Regions from separate parts of the Manis pentadactyla genome. Here region 1 is linked to region 2. Evidence: chromatin contacts called from public Hi-C data. All regions are on one chromosome and are shown on one strand. The core of a region is the stretch at or near the end of the contact, and the rest is flanking DNA. Distances in the headings are between cores, read along the strand shown. Region 1 holds the start of FOXN2 (forkhead box N2). Region 2 holds the start of PPP1R21 (protein phosphatase 1 regulatory subunit 21).

Region 1 (3,210 bases), core at 652-3,151, 150 kb before region 2:
GTATACATAACTTCCATCTTTCAAATTCTATGATTCTTCTAGAGTTGAGGAAGACTGGCCACCTGAGTTTAAAATAGGCTAGAAGGAAAAACAGAAACTAAAGTTCAATATATCAAGTAAGATAATAATATACTAATTTGTAAGGAGATGAAGACCTACCTATATTATGTTAGTGGCCACCATGATGATGGCCAGCAGAGATATAAAACAGGATTAAGGTCTGAGGAGGCTGTGGCTCTTCAGAAGTCACTTTCTCTCAATCTTCCCCTCCTCTTTTCAGTTCCCTTTCTACTACACTGTTCCTTTAGGAACTTCCTTCAGTTTATCCACATGAGGGGGCAACAGTCATTGCTCTGAAGGGAGAAAATGAAGCAACCCTTGCTTCAGTTGAAGCACACTGAATATCTGCCTTCTGATCTCTTACTCTGAATGTAAGCTATGAGGTCCTTCAGGACAGTGTAATGAAAAACAAATGTAACTAGTAGATGACTATGGACAAATCATATAAACATAGCATTTTCATGTGTGGACGGAGGGTCAAACACTTTCATTTTTGTTTTTATATATTCTGATACCTATAATTCTGTATTCTCATAATCCCCACAGCTTGATTTGTTTTATTGTCAATAGGCAGCTTTTTTCATTCTCATCTCACTTTATATTCAGAGCCTGTCACATAGTGAATATCAATGTTAACATTCATTGTTCGAAAGGAAATGAACTTCTCTTAGTACCTACTATGCATCAGTCACTGTCCAGGTGTCTTTCATATATCCTTTCTTTTAATCCAGTCAACACATTTGTGAGACAGGTATCCCCACTCTAGGTTTTTAATATGTGGACATAGATATTCAGAGATTTAATTATCAGGATCAAAATGATAGTAAAATGGAGCCTTAGTTCTGCCACTTACTTTATACTTGACAGGTCATTTTTCTAAGCCTCGGTTTCCTTATCTGTAAAGTAGGAATTCGTGAGAGTTAGGACAGGGTTGGCAGATTTAGCAAAAACAAAACAAAACAAGCCAGGAAACATATGTCAAAATGGTACATCCTTACATTTAAAAATTATTTTGTTTATCTGACATCGAGATTTAAGTGAATAAAATACTGTATTTTATCTGGTAACGTTATCTTAGCATTATGGTTATGGCAACGTATGTGAAGAATTTAGCCCAGGCCCTAGCACTTAGTGAGTGCTCAGTAAATGCTATGCTTATTAAATTTTGCATGTAACTTCAAAGTCCTCTTTTTTTTCACCACAGATACGCTGAGCTCCGTTTTCACATAAAATTTCAGTCAAGAGAAGGTAACACATCTTTAAGTGTATATTAATGCTTTACCGTTCCTAAAGTGCTTTCAAAAGCCTGGCCAATGGAGGAAAGCTCTTAGGGAAACCCACAGGCACTCAGGCTGTCGGGTCCGTAGCTGCAGTCCCAGCGCAGGCACCGCGGGCCGTCCAACTCCGGCGGTCACCCTCCCCGGCACCCGCCCCGCCCCGCGCCGCGCCATCTCCGCCAGTCAGCGGCCGCGCCGCACCCCGCCGCGCTCCTATAGGTCCTTCCCGGGACAGGCGAGGCCTTTCCATTTTCCCGCCTTCCGCAGCCCGTCCTCAGACAGAAACCCGCACCGGCCCACACGTTCTCTGCCCTGCCTTCCGTGCGAGCCCCGCCCTGCCGAACGCGGCATCCCCTCAGCCCCAGCCTTCCTCCCTCACCCGCCGTTCTGGGCAACCCGCCGGTCCTGGGCGGGTCCTTCGGTAGAAGGTGGGAGGGGACAAGGAGGGGCCAGCCGAGTCCTCCTCCGGAAGGGTCGCGAGGGGCGGGGTTAATCTCCTTGGCGCCGCGTTGCCATGGCATCGGGGGGAGGCCGGAGGGAGGAGGAGGAGGAAGCGAAGCGGGAGGGGGATGTGGTGTTGCCGCGACCGCCACCGCAGCTGCCGCTGCCTGCTCTTTGCCGCGTCTTCCCGGAGGCGGCTGCTGGAAGCAGCCGGGAGCAGCTGCGGTGCTCTGCCATATTGTGTCTTTCCCCTGCCGTCCCTTGCCTCTCCGCTGCGGCAACCGAGCTGACGGTGAGTCCCGGCCCGGCGCCGCCCGGCGTCCGCGCTCCCCGCCCGGGCCCGCGGCACCGCTTCCAGGCGCAGAGGCAGCGCGTGCGGCCGGCGCCGGGCGTGGGGCGCGGAGGCGCCTGTCCCGTGACACGCCCGGACATTTTTGTCCAGTGTGGAATTGGTGCCTTTGAGGGGGTCTTCCCTGTCTGCGCTTTGGGTCGTGTATGGGCTCCCGGGGGGTGTCGAACTGGGGAGTGCGGCCCCGTGAGAAGTTAGAGTTTTCTGAGAGGCAGTGACTGCCCGGGAGCGGGTGTCGCGCGGCGGAAACCGCTGCGAGGGGTGCAGACTCTCCGGGAAGGCTTGGAGGTGTCCCCGAGGACTCTTAGGGCTTGACTCAGAGCGAATCCACTGTTGGGGGGAAGTGCCCCAAGCCTCTCGGGAATATGTGCAACGCCCCCAGCCCCGGCTTGAAGTGGAGCGAAACGTGCGGGGCGTGGAGTCCTTGTCGGACCCCAGGCGGACTGGCTGGGCCTGGCCGAATGGTGCCCGAGGGGGCGCGGGGCGCTGCCAAGTGCAAAACTACACTTCGAGCAGCGGAGCGGCAAGGCGTTGGGGTGGACAGGGGCGAGTCCCGGATGTGGGGGTGACGGACCCCGGTACCCTCCGCCCCTCCTCCGGTGCGCCCCCTGGGTGCCTCCGAGAGTGGCTGTCTTGGTGTGGTGGGAGTTAAAGAGTTTCAGCGCTGCAATATGTACACTTCCTGTTCTCCGCCTCTCTTGGGCCACCGATTACTGCCCTTAAGTCCTTTCTCCTGGGAAGGTGAGAGGTCGTAAGGCGTTGTGCGAGGCCTTTCAGCTTCTGAGTTCGCCCCACCGCAGCAGCAACGAGTCTGGAATCCAGGAGGACGGTGGGAATCGGGAAAGACGCCCATGTGCGTAGTGTTGCGTCCTCCACTCTTCCTCAACTCCAGCCCTTTTACCCCTCTGCAAAACGCCTCTACACCCACCGCAACTCCTGGGAGTTAGGGTAGCTAATTCATTGGGGCACACTTTCGGGATCTTATTGGACCTGACTTCTGCTTTAAAGTCTCATTAAAGCAGCCCCCGTACTTCGTTTTCTCCTAACAGGAAAAAAGTCTTAGCGTGCAAAGAAATGACACAG
Region 2 (3,089 bases), core at 414-2,913:
AACTAAACTAAGCAGAAAATGAATCTCTCAATTTAGTAAAATGAGCTTACACAGGCTCTCCAACCAAAGTTGCACATTCTTTCTTCGGAATGTTGTTTCTGAGATGGCATTTTATTTTTAAGTGATTGAAAATTCCATTATGTTACAAACCACAGAAATACACTACAGTATTTAATTCTGCCGCTTGGTGGTGTCATGAAAAACTAATAATAATAAAACTACTGTTCTGAAAGTTTGCCGAAACAGAAGGGCTTGGCTATTAGCAAATTGAAAAAATAGAAAAAATTCACTATAAAATCTCAGGTTTACTCATACCCAAATATAAAACAAGGATAGCACAAATAGTATTTTTAATGAAGGAAAATTTCAAGCATCTTGAAATGCCAATGTAACTAAGATCCCTATACCTACTACATAGATAATAAATGTTAACATCCTGTCATATTTATTTTAAAAAGTAAATAAAAATAAAGTTAATTTTCCTTTGTTCTCCCATTTCACTGAGCTTTCTCTTTTCTCACCAGAGACCACCACTATCCAGAATTTGATGTGTTATCTGCCCAGTTGTTTCTCTATTTGAACAATACAACTGCTTGTTGAATACAACTGCTGCTTTGTGTATTTTTCATGTATATGCAAAGTGTATCTTTTCATGTTATAGTGTACTGCGATTTCTTTTACATTTAACATAGTGTTTTATCATGTTGATACGTACAAATATATGCAGATATTTATAGATCTAGGTCATTACTTTTAACTGCAGTGTTGCAATTTATGGCAAATATACACTCTTATTCATTCCTCTGTCAATGAACTTTACAATGTTGCAATAAATGCAATGCCTAGAACAAGATCTCAGATGTAATAGGTCCTCAACAAATTTTAAATGAGTAGAAGCAAGACTTTAGAAGCAAACTGGCAATAAAATATCTCAGGCAGACTAGTTTTTCCTTCAGTTCTCCAGGTAACGTCCACCCTTAACTGCATACGAGGCAAGAGTCATTCCTGAAATTTCCAAAGGCTTTTTATCCAATCCACTGAAAAACGCTCCGCTGTGCTGTGCTTGCGTGGTCAGGAATGGGCGAGTAGACTGGGTAGGAAACGGACACAAAGAACTTCAATGGTAAAATAAGAGAATGGTTTGTCAGGTCTGACGCAGGGGAGGCTGGCAGCAGCAACCGTGAAAATTTGGGGGAGGTCTGAAAGTGTACAGGGCAGGTCCAGTGCTACCATATTCGGATAACGCCTCAACGGAATATAAAGGTGTTTTCCCTCAATGCACTCTCGGAAAGATGTAACCACCAAACGCCGGGTGGTTGCCATGGAAACCAGCAGGGATGGGGGTGGGGTGTGTGCCAGAATTCATCACGCGCTTAGAATATGTCTTCTTCCGGTCCTCGGGTCTTCGTAACCACCGCCCCTCTCCTCAGTCCCTGCCCATTCTGTGGGCTCATCACTTTCTCCCGCTCCGATTGTCCCCTACCCCATTCTAGGGTGGCCATCTTGGACCATGCGTCAAGATGGCGCCCCCTCGTCCCCGAGGAAGAGCCCAGGCCCGCCACGAGGCTGCGCGCACACGTGCTCGGGCGCGGGAGGGCGGGGTGATGACGCCAAGACGTCTCCCCGCCCCCGGCAGTCGCCCCGCCCCCGGCCCCACTTCGCTTTCCTCCACCCGGGCGAACCCGGAAGTGGAGGAGGAGGCGCGGCGGCGGTGGCTAAGCGGCCGGGCGCTGGCGGAGCCGTACCGTGGAGGGTGTCAGGGGTTGGGGGCGGGGGGTGGGGCTGAGCGGCCTGGGCAGCCTGGCCTGGACGGGGCTGGGGAGGTCATGGCCTCGGCTGAGTTGCAGGGGAAATACCAGAAGCTGGCTCAGGAGTACTCGAAGGTACCCATCGTGGGCGGGGATAGGGGGTCCCCGGCCCTGCGGCCTCGGGTTGCCTAGGCAGCGACTTGTCGGGACCGAGGTGGACAGCGGAGCGGGCACGCGAGCGCGCCCCTTCTCTCTCTTCCTCCTCCTCTGTCCACCATTTCCGTGCTTGCCCACCTGCAGCTCCCAGGCGATGGGGCTGGGCCGTGTCTGGGTCGTTGTGCGTTTCTGCGGCAAGGAGCAGGAGTTTGATGCTGTCTTCTCATTCAAACTAGCGGGCTTGGGACTGGGATGTCAGAAATCCTGGCCTCTGCGTCTAGTGCTGGTCGGGAGGGAAAGGAAAAGGTGAAGACCATCCCACCACTGCTGCTACCTCAGTTTTCCCAGCTCACTGATGGGAAAGATCAAGCTTTCTGTTCCCACAGGGATGCTAAGATAAAGAGATGTTTCTGCCCCCGTCAATTCGGGAGGGTAAATAGAGTTGTGCGTGTAAACTGCTTCCCCCGGGATGGGTGATTACAAATGTATTCGATGCTTGGTAAGATGTCTGGAAATTATTTTGAAAGCTTCAGTGCTAGGGATGTGTTCTTTTCTCTCTTTTCCCTCGGTCAGCTGGAGCGGGGCAGAGCACCCAGCAGGTGCGCAAATACATACTGAATTAAGCAAAATAGGGACCTGCCCCTTTGTCATATTTATGGCATCCGTTTTTTAAATGATGGAGCCTTTTCCTTGGAAAAGGGCGGTGCTGCTTCCGGGTAGGATATTTCTGCCTTAAGAATATTCTAATGAAGTTATAAAAGCAGAATCTTAACATCTTTGGAAATTGATTTCAACAACCATTAAGCTTAGTTTTCAGTAGCCTGGCATTCGTGGGGGCAAAGGGAAGACAGCCGCTATTTTACAAATTGGAGCAACGGACATTTTTTTCTTAGGATTTCATTTCAGCAAGGTGAAAAGAAATACTCTTTGAAAAATAAAACCTGTGTGTAACATATACACAAGTCTATTTACCATAAAATGGGAGCCTTTTGAGATACTACTCTTATTCCAACAGTGCTATCACTGGCAAAACTTCTGGCATTTCCATTTGAAATTGTCTTAAGAGCCTGTGGCACAATGATGGTGATGGCAAGTTTTTAATCCTTTGAAGGAATATTTTCTTGTTTAAAAGGACCAAAAGTTGTTTGGAACAAATAAATATGATGAAACGGTGTGGGTAGAGGA

What was found. A called contact is a pair of places that touch in the nucleus more often than the background predicts.
Region 1: a Hi-C map of blood shows a contact between it and region 2, with 3 times the contacts expected there. The contact joins the promoter of FOXN2 here to the promoter of PPP1R21 in region 2. A contact is called at or near these places in 3 of 3 Hi-C or Micro-C datasets (blood, fibroblasts and skin fibroblasts).

What each region holds. Positions count from the first base shown.
Region 1 is chr2:196,512,088-196,515,297 of mManPen7.hap1, reverse strand. It overlaps FOXN2 (forkhead box N2), which reads left to right and starts at 1,901. Exons shown (of 6, transcript XM_036926040.2): 1 at 1,901-2,070.
Region 2 is chr2:196,363,416-196,366,504 of mManPen7.hap1, reverse strand. PPP1R21 (protein phosphatase 1 regulatory subunit 21) reads left to right here and starts at 1,663. Exons shown (of 23, transcript XM_036926043.2): 1 at 1,663-1,883; 2 at 2,049-2,210. The coding sequence starts at 2,157.